2 separate regions of the Sus scrofa genome follow, and region 1 is linked to region 2. A link is a contact called in public HiChIP or PLAC-seq data. All regions are on one chromosome and are shown on one strand. Each heading gives the region's core, a stretch centred on a gene start, on an enhancer-like site or on the middle of the called end of the contact. The rest is flanking DNA. Distances are from core to core; before and after follow the strand shown.

What was found. HiChIP or PLAC-seq counts read pairs in DNA pulled down with a chosen protein or histone mark.
Region 1: a contact with region 2 is called in an H3K27ac HiChIP or PLAC-seq map of alveolar macrophages. The contact joins the promoter of RBM17 here to the enhancer-like site in region 2. A contact is called at or near these places in 2 of 5 promoter capture datasets (fetal skeletal muscle and liver), 30 of 47 Hi-C or Micro-C datasets (adipose tissue, alveolar macrophages, blood and 16 more) and 2 of 2 datasets of contacts at active chromatin or transcription factors (alveolar macrophages and skeletal muscle).

Annotation. Positions count from the first base shown.
Region 1 is chr10:64,907,334-64,913,190 of Sscrofa11.1, reverse strand. RBM17 (splicing factor 45) reads left to right here and starts at 4,185. Exons shown (of 12, transcript XM_003130822.6): 1 at 4,185-4,350. It overlaps LOC110255720 (a long non-coding RNA gene), which reads left to right. Exons shown (of 3, transcript XR_002336422.1): 2 at 1,214-1,271; 3 at 2,088-2,585.
Region 2 is chr10:64,645,375-64,651,196 of Sscrofa11.1, reverse strand. No RefSeq gene overlaps it. Among named protein-coding and RNA genes, the nearest start is that of PRKCQ, 210 kb to the right of the region's middle. Within about 2 kb of position 1,491, at least 6 of the 83 cell types and tissues checked have an H3K27ac peak or open chromatin away from gene starts, as enhancers often do. A contact at or near this core is called in alveolar macrophages, omental adipose tissue and retroperitoneal adipose tissue, where this site is marked.

The sequences.
Region 1 (5,857 bases), core at 2,936-5,435, 260 kb before region 2:
ATATCTTCCACCTACACCACAGCTTATGGCAACGCCAGATCCTTAACCCACTGAGTGAGGCCAGGGATCAAACCTGCGTCTTCATGAATGCTAATCGGGTTCATTAACTGCTCAGCCTCAACGGGAACTCCATATTTTGGTCTCTTTCTAACTTCTCGCATAGAAGCTGAATTCTTTTGGTTTGTTCTGACTTTTTAATTAATACTGTCATTTAAAACCACGCTTTCCTCTTAGCACTATTTTAGCTAAATCCCCTGGCTTCTGATATGCCATTCCATATCCATATTTTTCTAGGCATCAGCCACATCATTGTTTTCCTTTTGTTCCTAGTGTCATCTAAGATGTAAAAACTCCTATGGAATTAGGAATGTTTTATTTTCTGTTTCTTCAGTAATTTCTGGTTTTAATGAATTTTGATCAAATAATATTGTCCGTATGCTTCTACTTATTGGACTGTATTAGGATTTTCTCGGTGGCCTAAAATATGGCCAGTTGTGAATGTTCCAGGGGCCCTTGAAAGGATGTAATCTCTGATTTATTGCTCAGAGTTTGATGTATTAAATCTACCATATTAATCATATTTTTAGGACTTCTCTTTCCTCATTTACCTCTGTGCCCTTAAGCTGGCAAAAACTACAACAGTTATTCCTGCCTATTCTCTTTATGTCTCCTACAGTGTTTCCTATGAGTTATGAAATTATGCTATTCACCGCATAGGTATTCCTTTTATTTGTTCATTGTGAATTGTAATTCCTATGGTTGTAAAATGCCCTCCTTAATTTCACCTAAGCTTTTTGCCCTGAAGCCAACCCTGTATAATAAATAGTAAATTTGTGATCCCTTTGTTTTTTTGTCTTTTTGTCTTTTTAGGGCCACACCCATGGCATATGGAGGTTCCCAGCCTAGGGGTCAAATCGGAGCTACAGCTGCCAGCCTACACCGCAGCCACAGCAATGCAGGATCCAAGCCACGTCTTTGACCTACACCACAACTCACGGCAATGCTGGATATTTAACCCACTGAACAAGGCCAGGGATCGAACCCACGTCCTCATGGATACTAGTCGGGTTTGTTAACCACTGAGCCACGACGGGAACTCTTTTTTTTTTTTTTTTGATCCCTGCTTCATTTATGTTTGCATATCTTGGTATGTCTTTTCCATTTTGAGTTTTCAGTGTTTCAGTGTCACTCTATTTTGTGCATTTTCTTGTAGAAATGCAGAGCTGTGTTGTGCCGTGTGCGCCAGTTGAAAGTTGTACTCTTTTAAACAAGTAAGTTGGCTCATCTACATGTCTTCGTGTAAGATGTGTGGTCTTTGTCATGTTGTTTTGTTATGGCTTCTGTTCTGCAACTTTTTCAAATATTTCACTGGGTGATTTTTATATGCTGTAGTTGTGTGCATGTGTTTTGGATAATTTGAAAGGTCTGTATTTTAGTTTGGGTTACCATGATAATTAGAATTTACATGAAGCCTTTTTGTTTTTTGTCTTTTTTTTTTTTTTTTTGCCATTTCTTGGGCCGCTCCCGTGGCATATGGAGGTTCCCAGGCTGGGGGTCAAATTGGAACTGTAGCCGCCGGCCTATGCCAGAGCCACAGCAATGCAGGATCCAAGCCGTGTCTGCAACCTACACCACAGCTCACCGCAATGCTGGCTCCTTAACCCACTGAGCAAGGCCAGGATCGAACCCACAACCTCATGGTTCCTAGTCGGATTCATTAACCACTGAGCCACGATGGGAACTCCAGGAATTTATATGAAGCCTTTAGCCAGCTCTTTCTTCAGATTGTCTACTGATTCCCTTTAAGATTTTTTTCTTTTGCCCCTTTTCCTAATCATCAGAATTTAGTTAATTATATCCTTTCTTCATATGTTCCTTTGTACTAAGATATGTATTTATTTTCCTTATTATTTTTTGCCATACAGCACCCTATCTGTCTATCTATGTACCTACTTATCTATCTTTGTTTCAGCCAAGCCTGTGGCACGTAGAAGTTCCTAGGCTAGAGATCAAACCTGTGTCACAGAAGACAGCCTGAGCCACTTGATTTATCAGCTTGAAATGTTTAACCCCCATGTATGTTGCAGAACTGAACTTGGGTCGGCTTTGCCTGCAGGCAGTGAAGCTGATCTACTGACACCAAGTGGTGGTGAAGGAAACTACAGCCTCGATCGCTCTGCACCCCACCAGGGGAATGAGCAGCGCGCCCCGCTCCAAAGACCTGAACTCTGCCAAGGCTTTCCGGGAAGGGTTAAAACGCAGTGCCGGGAGGGGGCTGCTGGGTGTGGGGTCAGCTCGAGCACAGTTCTTGGATTGGTGAGCATCAAGGGGAAGGGTCAAGCATCATCAGCCTTCGGAGGTCTCCGTGCTTGCGTCAGCAGTTTTCATCTGGGGGGGGGGGTCTGCTTCCGGTAGGAACAAGTCAGGCATGTGTGTCCTGCCTTTATCTCTGTCTTTCAGGGAACAGGGAGTTTGGTCGGTCTACTATGTGCGGATTTATAGTCCAAATTGTTACCAGTTTCTTGGCCCAATAGCTCTTCTTTGTTTCTGCGTCTTCACATTGTCAGCTTAAAAAAATACACATTGTCGACTCAAAAAAAAAAAAAAAAAAAAAAAAAAAGAAAGCTGAGAGTTAAGTTTTATTTGGGGCAAAATTCGGACCTAGGTCCAGGAGACAGCATCTCAGGTAGTCCTGAGAAACTGCTCCAAGACGGTGAAGAAGGAGCTAGGATACACGGGAGTCTTTTTGCAGCAAAGGGCCGGGAGCAGGAACAAAAGAGTCCTGGGCTCACAGATACCATTCCTTTGATATGCACCTCTGCTGTCGGGGCCTGTATCCTGAGTTTTCACAGCCTGCAGGACTCGCCCGCTCTCACCCTGGGAGGTGACTGCATTCATGGATGACCCTGACATTCTTTGTTTTATCCTTAACTACAGCCCAAGTGGTGGTATTTCAGGTAGCTCTGCAATGCTGCTCCCAAGTGGAAAGGGGGATATCAGAATATGATAAAGAGGAAAGGGGGATACCAGAATACGATAAAGGGGAGGGGAGGTGCATACAGCACACACCCATTTTGCAAAATTTGTTGCTCTCTCCTGAAGGTCACAAGGAGCAGACATCCCCATGAAGGATTTTAGTGTTTTTCTAGATATGAAAATTTGCAAGAATTGGGCACATAAAATCTTCTCCTAAAAATATCTATCTGAAGAACTGTGCTTGCAGTTTTCCCAAAGCACAGAGTGCCTCTCTGATTTTCACCCAGAGTTCTGCTCAGGGGGTGCCGTGGGTTGGCAGGTGCGGTGGCTCATGATTTAATCCATGTAGAGGCTGATGGCAAGTGCCAAACTCCAGTTCACACAAGCATTACCTTTTGAGCCAGCCTTTTTTTTTTTTTTTTTTTTTTTTTTTTGTCTTTTTGCCATTTCTTGGGCCACTCCCGCGGCATATGGAGGTTCCCAGGCTAGGGGTCAAATCGGAGCTGTAGCCACCGGCCTACGCCAGAGCCACAGCAACGCGGGATCCGAGCCGCGTCTGCAACCTACACCACAGCTCACGGGCAACGCCGGATCCTTAACCCACTGAGCAAGGGCAGGGACTGAACCCGCAACCTCATGGTTCCTAGTCGGATTCGTTAACCACTGAGCCACAACGGGAGTTCCCCGAACCAGCCTTTCGAGACTTATGGAAGGCAAAGCCTTTTATTTCAAAGGACAGGGACACAAGGCCTTGCCTACAGTTTTGAACGCAGATGTGAGAATCGTATTTACACAGAACTCCACCTTCTTTTTCCTCCCAGCTTCTGTTATGTCGTTTTTAAACTTTGACGCTTTAGAACATCCACACCCTCCCTGTGTTTCCTTAGTCCTACACTTACTTCAGCGCTTTGGGCCATTTCTTCTGAAGCCCTTCGTTTTCCCAGTCACCTCTCCTATTGTCATTTATTTTCAGCTTTGCCCAAACGGCGGGATGGTTTCGCAGCCCTGCACCAGTCGTCCTCCTCCCGATGGCGGGGAGTGGGAGGGGGTGTTACTGAAATGTGGCAACCTTGCGACACGGCGACATCTTTTGGCGGGAGAGAGGGACGCGGGCGCGGTGGCGGTGCGATGAGGTCCTCCCGCGGACAGGGGGCGCGCGGCGGGGCGGGCGTCCTCGGCGCAGGCGCAGCGCGCCTCTCTCCCAGCCGCACACGCCGTGACCCCGCGCAGCCGCGCGGCCCGCGGACTCTGCGTAGGGGTTGGCGCCGGAGCGGTCCGGCCGTCGGGGGCTGACGCCGAGCGCTCTGCCCGCCGTCTCCGCGGCGCGTCGGCCCCGGTGCGTGGCCGCCCGGGAGCGTCGGCCGGGCGGACCGGGTAAGTGGCGCCCGGGGCAGGGGGCGAGCGCCTCCCGGGCGGCGCTGGACGCGAGGCCGCCGCTTTCGGCCGCGCCGTGAGGGCCGGGGGTCCCAGGCCGTCCCCCGGCCGCCATCCCCTCGCCTCAGGCGGCCTGGCCCCGGCCGACTCTCCGCGTCTCCCTTCGCGCCCCGCCGCCCCTTTCCCTTATTTGCCCGGGTTATCGGGCCCGGTCTCCTCTCCCGGATTCTCATTTTCCGTCTGTGTGTCCTCGTCTCTTCTGGCCCCGCGGGCGTGTTTGGGGAAAGTTGCCCGGTCCGTGACCTGGTGGGCAGGCCTGGGTCACCTGTGGCCCCGAACGCTTGCACCCCTCCCGGTTGGAGGGTGCAGAGGAAGGAAGCCGTTTCCTCCCCCGGCCGCAGAGCGGGGAATCCAGGTGTGGACATCTCTCAGAGACCCGGGTTCACCTGGCCGCGCAGGAAGACGGGACTCCGGCTCTAGCGCTGCCCTCGTCCGTGCAAAGCGGCGTTGCAGCTCTCACGTCCAATCGCCAAGCATCTTTTGAACATCTCCCTTTACCCAGACCATTTGTCAGCAACGAACAGTGGCTGCAAGATAAATAAGCCTCTGTCCTTGCAGTCTGGAAGATTGGTCTTTCGGGAAACAAGCATAAAGGCATGGGTTGATCTGAGGGACTGGAGGGGGGTCTGGAAAGGCTTCCAAGAGGGAAGGAGGCTTATAACTGAACCTTGGAGGTCTTTGGTTCGATGTGCAAGATGGGGGAACGGTTTCCTGCAGAAGAAATAAGTGCGAGAGCGGCAGAGGCCGAGCGTCTTAGCGCGTTTCGGAAACTGCAGCAAAGGCAGAGAGGCTTGAAGAGGGCAGGTCAGGTCAGGTCAAGAAGGTGGGAGAAGTCAGTAGTGGAGAGCCGTGGAAGGGATTTATTGCTAGAGGCAGGCGGATGGGTGGGAAGTAGGACCTTCTGGACGAGGGCGAAACGCAACATCCTCAAGTAGGTGAGGACTGCGTCTCCTCCAACAGAGTTTTTAAAGAGTGCGAGTCAATTTCCAGTTTTATGGGGTGAAGGACACAGACGTTTTGATTATAAAACACAAAGACATTTTGGGAGTGTAGGATATTAGTAACTTAAACTGAGGGTGTTTTCTTTTTAGAACCTTATCAAGAGATGGACGCGGTGCAGTTTAGAACAGTGAGTAGGCTGTGAGCCGGCGGGAGATGTGAGAGGTGTGGGCACTGAGGAGCTGACCCTGGGGCTCTCTGATGGCTGCGGACAGACTTTACAGAAAACAGGAATCTGGAGAACTGTCTTGCGTTTCCAAATGCAACTTTGTAAAGTGGATGTCTCTTTACCTGGCTTGTTTTTTTGTTTTGCTTTTGTTTTTGCCATTTAGAGCCACACCTGTAGCATATGGAGGTTCCCAGGCCAGGGGTCCAATTGGAGCTGCAGCTGCCGGCCTACACCACGGCCATAGCCACACCAGATTCTTAACCCACTGAACCGAGGCCA
Region 2 (5,822 bases), core at 242-2,741:
GTTATGTGTTCCCTCCTGTCTGGCGGGTTTGTCTGGCTGTGTCCCCAAACCTACAAACACAGCTTCTCTAGGCAGAGCCTTCGTTCCTCCTGAGCAGACAGGCAGTTCCAGGGGCCCCGGGTTCAGAGTCCACGCAGCCGTGACCCGAACCGAGGCATCCGTAGTCTCCGACGTCTGCCACGGATGGAGGCTCCTGAGCTGAGGTCAGGAGAGGATCCCCCGGCTTTGGGTCGCCCTCCACCGCCCATGGAGGAAGCGAACTCGAATGCGGAGCAAGGCTGGCTGCTCCTCGGAACGAAGGGAAAAAACAGTGTCGAGGTTAAAAGCAGGAACCGGAGGCGGCCCCTCAGGTGGGACCGAGGCCGCTTGCGCACTGATTCTGTGCCCAGCTGTCCCCGCGCCTTCCGCGCTCCCAGGATCGCTTTCTTTTATCCGCGGCGCTGCTCCCGTTAGCTTGCCATGTAACCTACTTGTTTATTTGTGTATCATTTCCTGGCTTTCTCGTCTCCCACCCTTAAAGACCAGGAATCTTTGCTTTTGGGGAAGCTACGTTTTGGCTGTGTCCTCAGAATCTAGGAGGCTTGGGACCCGTAGTAGGTCCTCATGAGCTATTTGTGGAATGTGGTTAATATCCGCACCAGCCGCAACGAGATTGTCTGAAGTTACATGGTTAATATTGCAGTGCATTCAAGATAGGGCCCGCGGCGTGGTAGGTGCCACACAAGTGCAGTGACCACGTGTGTCCAGCTGGCCCAGGAAAGACCTGCCTTTGACCTGTTTCCTGGACTAATCACAAATAGTGCTCTCTCTCTCTCAGTAGGAAAAAAAAAGGGACTTGTTTTAGATGTTAACGATGTGGTTTTCCTACACATAAGTGTTTTTACTCATTTGTGTAAGAAATTTAAGAATTGCCTGCTGTGTATGAGGTGCCACGTTAGATGCTCAGAGTGGCCCCTGTAGTTCCTGCCCTCCTTGTGGCCTCTCCCTGGGCAGCTTTAAGGACATGACTAAGTAGACTTGAGCACATGGGTAATAATAATAATTAGATTTGCATCCATGTAGTTCGTTGTTTTATGAACATGTTTTTTCATTAATCAGTCTTTACAGCAACCCGACACAGTAGAAATGATGGCTCTTAGCCTTTTGCTGATGAAAAACTGGGCTTCTGACAATGACTGGTAGAGGGAGCAGAGCTCGAACGCGCTCGTCCAAGGCTCTGATTCCTGCACATTTTCCTGCTGAGTTGCAGCAGTGGCCCAGAGGGTCGACCAGATGACTGATAGTCACTGCTCTATGATCTGCAGCTCTTTTCTGATCTGTTCTTTAAACATGTGGAGATTACACGGATTAAAGGTGGGATGCACATTTTGAACTAAGAGCAAGGCAGAAGAACTGATTCTTCGGATGCCTCATCTTGCCTGATGAATGAAGTGTCTCAAGTCCAAGACAGCCCTGGGTACGGTGGCAGGAACAGTGGCAGTAGAGGCAGCTTTTCTCACGTTCCTCTGCCTCCCTCTAGAGACTCAAGTCCAGAATTACTGTCATATATTTTATGTACTATTTTATATATATGTAAAATAGTAATATGTAATGTAATATAATAGTAATATATACATATATAAATACAGCAGTGATATGTATATGTATTTATTTATTTTTGCAGTACAGTTGTTGCAAGAACACAGAGGCTACGAAAGATGCCAAGTCTTAACTTTTCCTTCCTTCCTTTTCTCCCTCTGCCTCATGCGTGGGAAGCACTATAGTGACAGCCAAGGAGACAAAGATAAAATCCTGGCTCAGGGTTTTTATCTTCCTGTTCTTTTTTCTCACTTTGGCAATCCCTCTTTGTACCAAAAACAAAAACAAAAAACCCCAAACCAAACCAAACAACAGCAACAACCACAACAACCGCCAAGGAAAGGAAGAGTGGACGTGACCACTCCTCCCAGGTCCCCCTTTCTCACGTAGGTGGCGCTCCGTGTTGTATGCGACACTCCACTGAGGGCAGGACGCCCTTTGCTCTGTGTCTGCACATTATACCCTGGCCGCTCCCCCCTTCTCTCTTCCCTCCTCCCCGCTCCTCTCCCCCCCCATCTCTCTAATCCTTCACTAAGCTTTTGTGTCTTGTGTTCGCTCTGCTCTGCCCACTAATATCCTAGGCAGGGGAGCCAGGGACACCTTCGACACACTCATCCCCGAGGGTTCCTCTCTTGCCTGAGACACCGCTCACCTCTGTGCTGGAACATTTTGTTTCCAGCAATTTGCAGAAGGCAAAACCTCCGAGGCAGAAGTGTGGTGGGAGTCGGGCTCCTCAATGCCACTGTCCTCAGACAAACACCAAGGAATGTGCTACCAGCCCCAACACGACGGCTGCCGTTGAGGCCATGCCTTCTGCTTGGAAACGAGGAAAGGAGGGAAGGGGTCGTACCGAGCATGCTTTCTTTGCAGCGGGATTCAAGGGGTTTGAGTCTACCAGCTTCTCCCCGGAGCTGCCCTGTGTCTGTGGACCGGGAGTTCCTGGATCTTCCCCAGCTGAGACTGGTGGGTCTCAGATGAAATGTTGGCCAGGCACAGAAGCAGTGCTTCTCCTCATGCTAAAGACTTGACGGAACTCGGGGAAGGTAGTCTGTGGGTATTTCACATAGAATTCAAGGTGACTCTTATCCGTGTGCCTCTTATTATTGCCGCAAGCACACTGTTCTGCAATCTGGCATTTCACCCTATAGCTGCAAGGGCTTGAATTATGTAAGTTTATTTTTGCATCTCCAGTGCTTGGGACATGGTGCTCAAGAATGGCTTGTTTGAAGAATGAATGAATGCCCTGTAAAACTCCTAGAGGAGAACATAGGCAGAACACTCACTCTCTCACATGAATCACAGCAAATTTTTTTGGATCGGTCTCCTAGAGTTATGGAAACAAAAGAAAAAATAAACAAATGGGATCTAATTAAACCTAAAAGCTTTTGCACAGCAAAGGAAACCATAAACAAAATGAAATGACAACCTATGGGAACGGGAGGAAATATTTGCAAGCGATACAACTGCCAAGGGCTCAGTCTCCAAATGTACGAATAACTTATGCAACAACAGCAAAAAAAAAACAACCCAATCAAAAAATGGGAAAAGGGAGGTCCCCCTGTGGTGGGGTGGGTAGAGTCTCTGATTGCAGCGGCTCGGGTCACTGCAGAGAGGCAGGTTTGATCCCCAGCCCAGCACAGTGGGTTAAAGTATCTGTCATGGCTGCAGCTGTGACTCAGATTCAAGTCTCGGCCTGGGAACTTCCACGTGCTGCAGTGCAGCCATTGAAAAAGGAAGGGGGGCAGAAGACCTAGATAGACAGGTCTCCAAAGACACACAGATGGCCAACAGGCACAGGAAAAGATACTCAATATTGCTAACTAGTAGAGAAATGCAAATCAAAACTGTGAGGTGTCACCTTCACACCAGTCTGAATGGTCATTATCAAGAAGTCTACAAACAATAAATGCTGGAGAGGGTGTGGAGAAAAGGGAACTCTCCTAAACCCTAAAGGGTTGGTGGGAATGCAAATGGGTGCAGCCACTATGCCAAAGAGTATGGTGTATCCTTGGAAAACTACCATAGGATCCAGCAGTCCCGCTCCTGGGCATGTAACTGGAAAAGAAGAACATTCTAATTCTGAAAGATGCATGCACCCTAATGTTCATAGCAGCACTATTTACAATAGCCAAGACATGGAAACAACCTAAATATTCGACAGATGAGTGGATAGAGTACTGTGTGTATCCATCCATTCATCCATCCATATATACACACAATGGAATATTACTCAGCCATGAAAAGAATAAAATACGTCAATTGCAGCAACATGGGTGGGCCTAGAGATTATCATACAAAGTGAAGTAAGCCGGACAGAGAAAGACAAATATCGTATGATTTCACTTGTGTGTGGAATCTAAAATAAAAAGACACAAATGAATTTATTTACACAACAGAAATGGGCTCACAGACGTAGAAAACAAATCTCTGGTTATCAAAGAGGAATAAATTAGGGATTTGGGAGTAACAGATACACACAACTATATTTAAAATAGATTACAACAAGGACAGGGAACTCTAGTGCATATCTTATAATATCCTATAATGGAAAAGAATCTAAAAAAGAATGGAAAAGTAATATCTATAGTACTGAATCACTTTGCTGTCCACCTGAAACATTATAAATCAACTGTACTTCCATAAAAATAAAGAGAATGAATGGATGAGTGAGTAATGATTCGCCTAAGCAAGACTCTGTTCTTAAAATCAAACACAAACATTAATTTTTTCCTGAGTACACTTTCCAGGCCAACCGTGTGATATGAAGGCTTTTGGGAAAGGTCTTCATGATTTTATAATCTTCGAGGTGAAGAATAAGGCATAAAACTACCTATGAAGCAATGACAGAAGCTACTAGGCTACAAAAGCAAGGAAAAAACACCTGCAAAGACAAACTTTCTAATAAAAAGCACCCGGAGATCTGACAGTTGAGAGAGAATTTGGGGTCATTGTGATCACGGTTGTAGGTGTAAGAACGAACAAATAGAGATGTCTACTCTTTCTCTGCCAAGGTTAAGGGCCAAATCTTTATGGTCCTTAGGGAGAGTGTGCCTTTGTGGGGAAGACTGAGCCAGGTGAGAGCTAGGGGACTCATTCTAATTCCCACCTAAAGGTTCAATGGAAAAGTCCCTTTAGTGCCAAATTCTGAGAGTGGATTCCATCTTCCGTGTTTATACCTGAATAATGAGCAGATCAGTACTTTTCCTTCTGGCAAATCTGTGTATTAGCCACGTCTCTGCTTGGCCTTTTTTTCAATAAGACTTTCCTCAGCTGTTCTTGTTTCTGTTCCACCCCCACCCCCGGCCCCTCCCAACCCAGAACTTTGCCTGCTCTCTTGTTTTCCAGTTACACCAGTTACTTAAGTGTTAGTTACTCAGTGTGATTGGCATCTCCACCAGGGGACTCCTGGGCTCTCAGAATCTTTCTGATCTAGGAGGTAAACCAACATCATGGGATGGTCATTTTGCAGTAGATACCTGTATCAAGTTATGTCCAACAACTCACATGGATACAACGTTGTGTGTTGATGATAATTCAGTTAAAAAATACAACAAAAAATAAGATTTTTAATAGTAAAATGTTAAACGGGGTGGTTGGGAAGGCAGAATTGTTGAAGAGGGAATTTGCCTGGTATCTTCCAAACCACTCCTCGTAGGTGACTCATTTTGTTCATCTTGCTTTTTTCGAAAGGAACTTCCTATGATTCTGGATGGGCAGACTGCAACTCCTGGCCGCACCAGGCTCTGACTGAGATCACAGGAGAACTAGCTACTTCTTGAAACTGCCACGGTCCCCACCGAGCGGATGGGAACAGTGACAGCACCAGGGCCTAAGGTGTCTGTTGCCAAGGAGACCCTGCGGCTGGAATGATGATTTCAACCTGGAGTCCAGGTCAGACAGGTGGGCTGCCTAGAGCTTGGCCAGCCAGCGTCTGTCTTCCAAGGCAGCTTGGCCATTTGTTTTGAGCTTGTGTTATAGCTAATGCAGTTCATGTTTTATCCAAGTGGAGAAAAAGCATAATGATAACTGTGCCCTTAGACATTGAGGCTGGTTTGTAAAAAGAGAAGTCGGAAGCGTGGTTTGGTTTTAAAATGTATAGTGTTTTAGAAAAATCCGTGGTTTAGAATAATTTATCTTAGAAGATAGCTGTATCAAATATCATACGAAGATTATTCTTTTAAGACTCAGAATTGTGTTCTAGTCCAGTCTCCGCCATCCAATACTCAGGTTACTTTTTTGGACAT